2 separate regions of the Zeugodacus cucurbitae genome follow, and region 1 is linked to region 2. A link is a contact called in public Hi-C data. All regions are on one chromosome and are shown on one strand. The core of a region is the stretch at or near the end of the contact, and the rest is flanking DNA. Distances in the headings are between cores, read along the strand shown.

Region 1 (5,073 bases), core at 1,614-4,113, 200 kb before region 2:
AATCGAACGAACGGTTTTTTCTTGTCACTTCCACCTTTATAGTTTTTGATAAGAGGGTAAATTTTTCAAGTAATATTTTCGAAGAAATCCACTTTAATATTACTATAATCTGCTTCGGTTATGTACAATTTTTCTGCAGGGTATACACTTGAATACTAGTTGGGTAAGATTAAGTATGATTAAGTCAGTCGCATATTAGCACGATCACCAGATTTGCCTCGAGCGGTAAGCACGCTGTGGTGGCTAAAACGCAACGCAGATTAGTGTCACATTTGTGACGTCAACTGAAGCGACACGAACCGCGCAATGTGCTGCGAATAAATTAATAATTCATGCGGTGCTCATGAACGTGGCGCTCAAGTGACGTGTGGACACAGTGCACACGCGAAAATGAGAATCAAAATAAAAGCGTGACTTTCAATGAGCGATCGCTTAAATGAATGTACTGAACTTTGAATTAATCACTTCGCCGTCGGCTACACAAGTACTGTGTAGGTGGTTGTGATTGAGGAAAAATCAGTAAGCAGTCTTAAGAGTAGAGCTGAACATGAATTATTTTGTTGAATGAAATTACTTAATGGACTCACCCGCTCTTCCTCGCGTATCATTTCCGCAATACCCGGTTTTATTTCCAGATCATCGGCCAGTGAGGAGGTGTGATGATGCGGCGCATGCGTCGGCGGTGGACCACTACCGTGTGGCATACCCATCGCTCCTAAGTCCATCTGTGCGGCTACAGCGGCCGCCATCGCAGCCGCTTGAGAGCCCAGCGCGAACCGCGAGTCACTAGCGCCAGCACCCTGCTCTGAACGGCCGCTCACACCGCTACTACCCACGGGTGTGGCTGTTAGCTGGCCACTGATCAAGCTGGACGGGTGTGTAGGTGTTGCCGCCGCTGAGGCAGGCGATGCGCGATGCGGATGCAGAAGATGCGATTGTTGTGACTGCGCTTGTCCGGGAAGATGTGACTGTTGCTGCTGCTGCTGCTGTTGTTGTTGTTGGTGGTGCGTTAGATGGGTAGCTACACCGGGCGGTGTGCGCATTGGACGCAAGAGAGATGGTGCTGGCGTTGTAGATGGTGAGGGCAGGTCTAAGTGCGCAGCAGTCTCGAGTAATGAAGGTGTTAGACGCGATGTACTACGCGCGCTTGACTGTGTTGTGCTGGAGGGAGCGGCGCCAGCAGCCGATGTGGTTTGAGGCGGTGTGATTATTGTACAATCACGATCACGTTCTCGCTCGCGTTCTCGTTCCCGCTCTCGCTCCCGTTCACGCTCCCGTTCGCGTTCAGCTCGTTCGGCTGCAATGAGTCCACTTAAGGGACTTGGTGGCGGATTGAAGATCATGTCAGCTGATGGCCAACGGCGCTTACGTACATGACGAGATTGCTGTTGTTGTAGTTGCTGTTGCGAACTTTGATGCTGCTGTTGTTGTGGTAACAGCAGAGGTGAAAGACGCAACTCAAGATTGCTGCTGGCGCCGAGAATATCGCCGCTGGTGCTGCTGCCACTGGTTGCCGTACTGAAATCCCAGTCAGCGCGACCTAAACGCAACTTCTTCTCAGCGTCCAGAAAAGCCAACGGCTCTTCTGTTTCTGCAATCGGATCACTATAATCCTTACGTTCACGCTTTGAAGCAGGAGACCCGCTATCTCCGCCTCTTTTCGGTGAACATGACTTGGAGGGAGAATGCAGTTCTTTCAGTAAACGCTCCGCCGCCGCTTCTTCCGCGGACACACTGCCCGCGCTGACATCCGCCAGCCCACGTACCTTCAGCATTTCTGCAATACGCAAAAGTGGACCAATCTGATCTTGACTAACATTGATCTCACCGCGATACATGAATTCCACGATCGCCTTTAAGTCGGACCAGTTGACATCGCGCATAATAACAATGGGATGCTGACAGGGTGTGTCTGAAAACAACATCTGAAAATAGGGTGAGCACGCGGAGAGTATCATTTTGTGTGCCTTAATCGAACGTCCATCACAGGCCAAGGTCACATCGACAAACGATTCGGTTTGCAAGAGCTGATCGAAGACGCTCGTCAAATTGCTTTGGTAGTTGTTCCAACGCAAACAAAACTGTTGCGGCACAGTGGTGGTGGAGCCGGTCGAGGAATGCGGCGAGATGGCTTGTGCCGCCCCAATACCACTGGTGCCATTGGGTGATGTGGCACGTGCGCCAATGTTCTCACCACCAGGCGTAGGTGTGTGCGTCGTGGTAGAGGAAGCGGGTGGTATTGGCGACTCATCACGCAACAGTGGACTACAGCGCGCTGCTTTGGACTCGTGCTCGCGCGTCGTAAGACTTTCATCGCCTTGTTCTCCGCCGGCTGCGGTCGAGTGTGTTGACGCTGACTGTGGCGGCGGTGTGAGCGGACTGCCAAGAAAGCTTGGCAACACGGAAGCGGGTCGTGGTGGCGGTGGCTGCGGAGACGCGGGCGATGAAACCGATGAGGTCGATGAAGTGCGTGCTGCGATGTTGGCACGCTGTCGTGACAACATTGGACTTGAGAGTAGCGAACGAAATGGCGAGGAAGTTGTCGCACTATCGGCAGCGCTCAGCGGTCGTAGACCGCCGCTTTGCGGTGGCGGTGAGTTGGAAGTCATTTTAGCTGCTGTCGCTCGGTGGTTAATCTATGATCACTTATGTGTTTATTTTGGTTTCGGTTGTGGCGGTTAGACTTGTCGTTGGCTAATTGATATCATTACATTTTCACTTCAGTGATTCAAGTTGTAAGAATGTACTCATATTTTTACAATAGAATTTCACACAACCGCCGGCAAATCATTGCATTGAGTGTAAGTCTTCATTTATTAAGTGTATTCACATTTTGTATATTGTTTATTTTTATTCCTTTTCATTTAAACTGTATAGAGATAGAAAGAAATTATAAGAATATATATTTCCAATCTATATAACACAATTTTTTGTTTAAATCCTATGTTGTTTTTTAATTTTTTATTATATCGTCTATTTTAGTTTTTAATTTGTGAGTTTTAAATTAATAGTCCCTGACTTCTTTGTGATTCTTAAAGATCACTGTCACAAACTTATAACTGATAAGATCCTTCTCCGTTGCTTGTTATAAACCATATTTTCTCACGAATTTATTAAAAATAGCTTTATAACTTATTTAAATGTTGGAGCGAATTATATTTCCTTTCTGAGATATATGTGTTTGTATATTTTACGAGAGATGGAGTTTGTGCTATTGAACAGCAAAGCATTTGTTTATGCTTTGATCAAGCGAAGATAGTCTGGTGCTCTCGGACAATTTGACGATTTGATAGTATTTCTTATGATAATCATTAGCGGATCTATACAACATTGGCTGGAAACATAACCTATTTCCGGTTGCCCTAGAATAAATTATAAATAATGATATTTTTCAATACAGTGGACATGGCACCAGAAACCAAATCAAAACTGGGTTCGAACGGACTATTATTATCGCTATTAGATTTAACGGCATACAGATGTCGATGTGTGTTGGTGTTTAAACCATTTTTTTAAATCCTTTTGTAAATAAATATAAATTTTTAATACTTCTTATATCCAAAATTCAAAATGTGAACTAGAAGCAGAAATAACATTTTCAGCTTATGATTGTAAATACATTGCATGCCGACGGCATTACTATGTATACAAACTTTAACAGCCAATTTTCGCTATATAATATAGCTCGTAGATGTCTGAATTTTAACCTCGATAACATATAACTTAGTTTTTGTCAGAATTTTGTACTTAACCCGGTACTGCCCAGAACTTTTTACGTTTCAGATTTTTCTGAAATTAAATACACCTATGTATTTTGACCGCCTGAGCACGAAGGTGAAGTCTGTTTTACGATTCATTATATTCAATATATAACCTATCCGGAAATGCGAAAAATCAGCGTAGTTTGTTGTTTTATAGTGTAAATTTCAAGTTATTTATGAATATATAGGGAACAATTTGCGTTACCATATGGTAATGGCGGTTTGATTCGGGTTAAGAACAGAAAACATTGCCTAACTCAAGAGTTGATATATCTAATTGAAACATTTTTGGGTTAAAATGGGTATTATATATTTTTAATTCGGATTTTTGAATTACTAAGTTTCGTGCATTTTGATTTATAAAATCGGAAAGTTCAAAATCATTATATTCCGAAAATTGGAGTTTTAACCTAAAGTATGTTCAAGGAAACCTTATCACCAATGTGTTTAATATAATTAAAATATAGCCGGATATATATGGCATAGAGTCAACTGAAATATGTTTCGGATATTGAGGTCTAGAAAACGTTAAATTTTGTTTCGATATTTTCTGAGTTGGATGTTATATAGATAGATATAGATAAGCTAATGCCATATAAAATGATCTTATATGAGGAAAAATGGGGCAGTTTTAGTCTAATTAGGCTCATTTTCAAGTAACGTAACATATGTTTCGGTATTCATGAAACTGTAGATTGAACATTTATTAGTCTTGGACTTAATCATTATGGAAATCATCTGAGTTCAACGGAACATTTATAACAATGATTATTTTCTTATTGTTACTGATATTATAGATTTGTAAAAAAGAAGAACAGAGAGTCATGTAGAAATCAATTAATCTCCATATCCTGGTAAATTTTATGTATAATAAAGGCAGATATTTATTTCGATTATTTAATTTTTAGTGAAAGTTCAATGAAACTAGTACTCTATGTGCAAGATTTTGCTATGATGATATACAAATTTATTTATATAGACATTTTTGTATTTTATTGGGCGTCGAAAACACAGAGCCAATCTTTATGGAAATTTATGGATAGAGCTTAAGGATCTCCAGTAAAGAACAGATTTCACAAATGAATGATATTTATATTTATTATATACAGTTCTGCGAATAAAAAGACAGCGGCTACGATGGCTAGGTCATGTTGTTTGAATGGATTAAAGCACTCCAACTCTGAAAGTGTTCTATGCAGTACAGGCTGGTGGAAGCCGAGGATGAGGGAGACCTACATTCCGATGGAAAAACCAAGTGGAAAGTGACCTGACAACACTTGGTGTTTCCAAATGGCACAAACTTGCTAAACGG
Region 2 (5,059 bases), core at 1,110-3,609:
CGTATATAATTATTAATGTACCAAATATATATTGTTGTAATTGTGTGTGTACGATATTTTGTTGTTTATACATATAATATATGGTTTTTGTTGCATATTAATATATGAATATAATAAATTGCTGCAAAGTTTTGGCAGTTCGTACGTTTATCTTCGTCTTTGTTTGGGGCCAATTACTGTGTAGCAATCACAGTGTGGCGAAATCGAAAAATTTTTTTAATATTTTTTTTGATATAACAATTTTTTTAAATAATTAATTTAATTTAATAATTTAATTAATTAAAAAAAAATATAAAATTTTGCTATAAAAGTATTTTTATTTAGTCAATCTCTTTAGGGACTTTCTTCTTATAACTTGTGGCTCTTGAAAGAGTTATGTAAATTAAGTCAAAATATTTTCCTCCATTTTCAGCTTTTCTTATTTGACTTCTTTATCTGAATATTTATTTTATAACTTATCAATTCTGTTTTCAAAATTTTTTTTTTTTAATTTTTTACTTCTATAAACTCTTAACCACAATCCAAAAAAGTCGGCCAAAACCCAAATTCTCAACTTTCTAAATTATCAAGAAATTGTTTCCTCCTCATTACTTCTAACCCGTCCGTGAAAATCTTTAATTATCGCCAACACTTCCTTTACGAAATCTAACGGTATTTATTGTTTATTGTACTAGTGTATCGCTTGCTTTCACACAACTTTTATCACTGTGCCGTCTTGCTGTGTGCGTCCTTTCTTCTGCCCAACCTTCGAGCCGTTAATACTAATTAATGTTGCTCCACAACTCACAGCATTGCCGTCATGGACCGCGTCGGAAATCCGACTTACTCATCTTTGCTGCCCCACCACACGCGACTTGGCGCCTTCACAGCCAAAAACAAACGAAGAAGATTCCATTTTATTTATATTTCTACTTTATAAGACAGCGCGGCCTCATATATACTCGCTTTCAACAAGCCCTTTGTGTACATATACATATATGTATTTCCGCTGCGTTGCTGCTGAGTAGCTCCTTTGGGTGGCTGACTGGCAGTAAGTTTGCAAAGATCGTCGTCTTCTCGCAGTCTACGAAGAAAACAAAAAAGCGCACACACAGGCACACAACTATGTACAATAACCGTTATAATAATGAGGCGAGCGTATGAAAGTAAGGACATCCGGCTGTCCTTAACATCAAGGCTGTTACGCTGAGTATGAGATGAGGCTGAGTTTGAGGCGGTTGCCACCTGTGTGCGTGTGTCTGTGAGTTCTACGGTGGGTGGCTGGTTGGTTGGTTGGTTGGCTGAGAAGTTGGTTTTGGTTTCGGTTTGTAAGGCGCGCGTAAACACGTTTATAATATGCAACAACAACAAAAACAACGGCGACAACAACATGTACCGTAGCAGCAATAGTCATAAAAAACAATGTGCACAACAATAAAAACAAAAAGGAACCTGCGGAACGACAATGGCAATGGCCAACAACAGCGATAACAACAACAACAGTAGCAATTATTATACAAGTTGTACTGGTGGTATATAAAGGAGCCTGGGTGGCGGAAGCAGGCGCACAACGTTGGCAAACTGAAGTGTAATAAATTAATAAATTACAAATTTGTTGCGCTGCAACGCTGGAAACTTTTTCACTGTTCACTGCCGCTGCTGTTCACAGCTTTTTACTGCTGCGCTTGCTTTTTCTGCGCGCATTAATTTAAGTTTTATTTATACGGTTTTGTTATATCTCTCTATATATATAGACGGCTGATATACTATATATATTTTTTATGCACATACATACATATTTATTATGTTTTGTTCTGAAAATCGATTTTCGTCGTTTGCGTCGCGCATAAATAATCACTTTTTCACCGTTTTCTTATAAAAAATTTTACTACACTGCAGCGCACTAGAATTATGCAGTTCACTTTTTTGGTATTTAAATTTTTATTATATTATAAATTCACTACAGTTACTGCACTGTCATTAATTAATTATATTTTTTGTTTATAATTTTCACAAAAATTATTTTGTGTTTTTGTTCTTGTTTTCATTTATTTTTTAACTTTCTAGCTGCCGCACATAAATTTTTGATTGCGCGTTTCTTTCACGTTTGCGGCTGTCGCCATACATCACATCACATCTGAACGAAAATAAACAGATCGCATCCAACATTTACCATTTACTCTACGCTCATTCACAAAATGTGCGCGCGGTCGCTTGGGCCGTTCAATCAAAACAGTTGCTGTTCATCATCAACATCATTACAATGGCAATTTTGCTTGCTGCTTCACACACTCTCGTCGACGTTAAAATGCGCTATTCAATTCAATCAGACGAACGACACGACACAACAGTTGAATGCGAACTGAACTCGCGTACGTGAATAAAACTCTGTGTTTGCGGTTCATACGTGGACCGAATGCAGCTTGCAGCGTCGCCAACAGCGCTGTCTACTCGCCGCGGCACACGCATACACTCTCGCAAACTCCCGTGGCACTCACACTACAAACGCGCGCCGGCCCGCTTCGCCAATTGGCTTCGTACGAGCCGCCACTCGCCGCTTCAGCTCAGTTGTTATGGCGCTGCGCTGGTATGCGTGAGCACCGTAAAGTCATTTCCTTCAATATGTGTGTGTGTGGCTCTCTCTCTCTCTCCACGCAATGCACTGCTGCCGCCTTGTGCTGCTGCTGCTGTTGTGGGTTGCTCTGGTTGTTGTTACTGTTGTTGAGGATGCCTCTGCTCCAACGGTTGCATTCCGTTTTGGGGGTGTGTGCCTGCATCTTGTGACCGTTGACAGGCGAATTCGCTGCATTTGCTCTCTGTTTCGTTTTCTCACAATTCCGTTGATCGGCAAAACACCCCTGCTGCTGCTGTGCCGACATTGAGTTGCTACGAAAGATTTGTGTTTTTGTTTAGCTTTTAGTTTTTGGTTGCAGAGAATTGTCAAAATATTTAAGAGCGCATAATTATAGTGGCGCGTTAGCAAGAGAGTATTAGTAACAGTTTTAGCAATGATGAACTTTTTTTTAATATTTGTATTAATGTTGGGTATATAATAATTGGCAAATTCATTGTTAAGATAATTAAAATAGTTTAATTAGCACAATATATTATATTTCCAAGCAATTTTAAGAAATAAAATTTTGTAATAAATCCAAAAAAAGAGCGATTTTAGTCACGTCGTATGAAGATTTCATCACAACTTGTGAGATATTGAATTAAATATTATTATACAATTATCCAACTTTTTCTAATTATTTCAATAAAATTATTTTAAATATTGGAAAATATATTAATAATAGATAATAGTGATCAAAGTGATTTCATTCACTTAATATCACTTAATAATCCCTGTTATGCAAAAACAGTCAACAATTTTGAAAATGTAGGAAATACATAATTATCTAGTAGATACATACGTATAATTATTCCAAGAAATAAGGTGATAACAACCTGATTGTTGCTGTAACAATTGACTATTAATTTTAATAAATACATTGTTAGCACTAATTCAGCTTTTAGCGAGCTATAGTTAGTTTAGTAAAACATGCATTTACACATCGCAACATTTCATAGATAATTTAAGTTTCTGAATGGCAGGCTTTATATGCAAGATTCTTATAACATTTAGTTTAAAAGGGTCCAAAGACTGCATGAAGAAAATGTTGATAAAATTCTAATTGTAAATATTAATAGAACAAATTTTTTATGTTCATTTTCATGAAAACTTAATTATTTAATTCGATCAAAATTGTAACGGAGTTTTTTGTTAGACGTGTGGTTGAGGCAATACATTTTACGGAGTTGATCTATCCACTTGATTCATACTCAGTTTAGTTTACCATTTCATAATTCACAGACTTAATTCGGAACAATGTTGCTGCAAAAAATTGGAACTCTCGACTGGAATTTATTCGAACCAGCCTAAATTATGGCGGTCACTTCATTTTTCATTTTTAAGGGGCACACCTAGTGTGGAATTTCAAAAAAAAATCTATTTAAAGATAACAGATTAAAATTTCAAATCGATATCTCAAATAGTTTTTGAGTTATAGCAATTTAAAGAGCATCAGCTCGGTAACAGTGTAAACGATCATTTTATCTTTAAACACGAAACAGCATTTTCCGAATTTGCTGCAGTGATTACTCAAAAACAAATGATCCGATCACATCGAATTTTTTTTACATGTTCTATATATAGTTCTCCGTACCTATGACTGTCGATTTTTGATTGATCAAAAAATCAAATTTTGGCAGGCCAAAAACGATCAAAATTTTGGGTAAAATTCGACTATTTTTTTTAAAACGTCAATTGTCAATTTTTGACTATTTTTTTATCGTAGATCATTGTACAGGCAATATTATATAGTTTAACGAGAATTTTTTTTTTTAGATTTCATCCACGGAGAAGGCCGGAATCACTGCAGCAGTGAAGGACCTTTTTTTCGAGCCGTTGGAGATCGACTATAACATAAAAAATATTTAATATTTGTCTTCAAAAATTTCACTGTATATTTTTGAAATATGTGTAAATATATTCTTAAATTTTTTAAATAATTGATAACCATTACACTAGGTGTGCCCCTCAAAGCATAATGTCAGACTCTTGTTTTTTATAATAATGCTAAACACGCCATAAAATTAAATTATATTCGTATTATTTCTTCTTGAAGACCGCATGTCTAAAAAAAAACACCCTTTATTTGTCCCAACGAAATTCTCTTGCCTTTATTTATATTTTTTTCTACGTCAACCAAACTTAGAACGCAAAGATACACCAAGAATGGCTTCCAACAATCATATAATTCACTACTACTTAAATTAATTGCAAGAGCATTAAGCTTTAGTATAGGTCAACTGATGGGAAAGAATTTAAACATATTGAGGTATATAGAATAAGTCAGAAATATAATTTAAAAATAGAAGGTCAATCGCAATAAAAATTAGAAAATGTGTAAAATCTATTAAAGAAAACATAGATATATTATAAAATATATTTTATTTTTAAATTAATTAATTTGTTTTATTTTTAAAACAAAAAAATCATCCAATAAAAACCTGGTTAGAAAAAATCGCCCAAATG

The links. A called contact is a pair of places that touch in the nucleus more often than the background predicts.
Region 1: a contact with region 2 is called in a Hi-C map of whole body, with 4 times the contacts expected there. The contact joins the promoter of LOC105215040 here to the promoter of LOC105214101 in region 2. A contact is called at or near these places in 2 of 2 Hi-C or Micro-C datasets (both in whole body).

Annotation. Positions count from the first base shown.
Region 1 is chr4:67,840,243-67,845,315 of idZeuCucr1.2, reverse strand. LOC105215040 (protein bric-a-brac 1) reads right to left here and starts at 2,863. Exons shown (of 4, transcript XM_054229194.1): 1 at 588-2,863. The coding sequence starts at 2,609.
Region 2 is chr4:67,642,656-67,647,714 of idZeuCucr1.2, reverse strand. It overlaps LOC105214101 (protein bric-a-brac 2), which reads right to left and starts at 2,359. Exons shown (of 5, transcript XM_054228530.1): 1 at 2,153-2,359.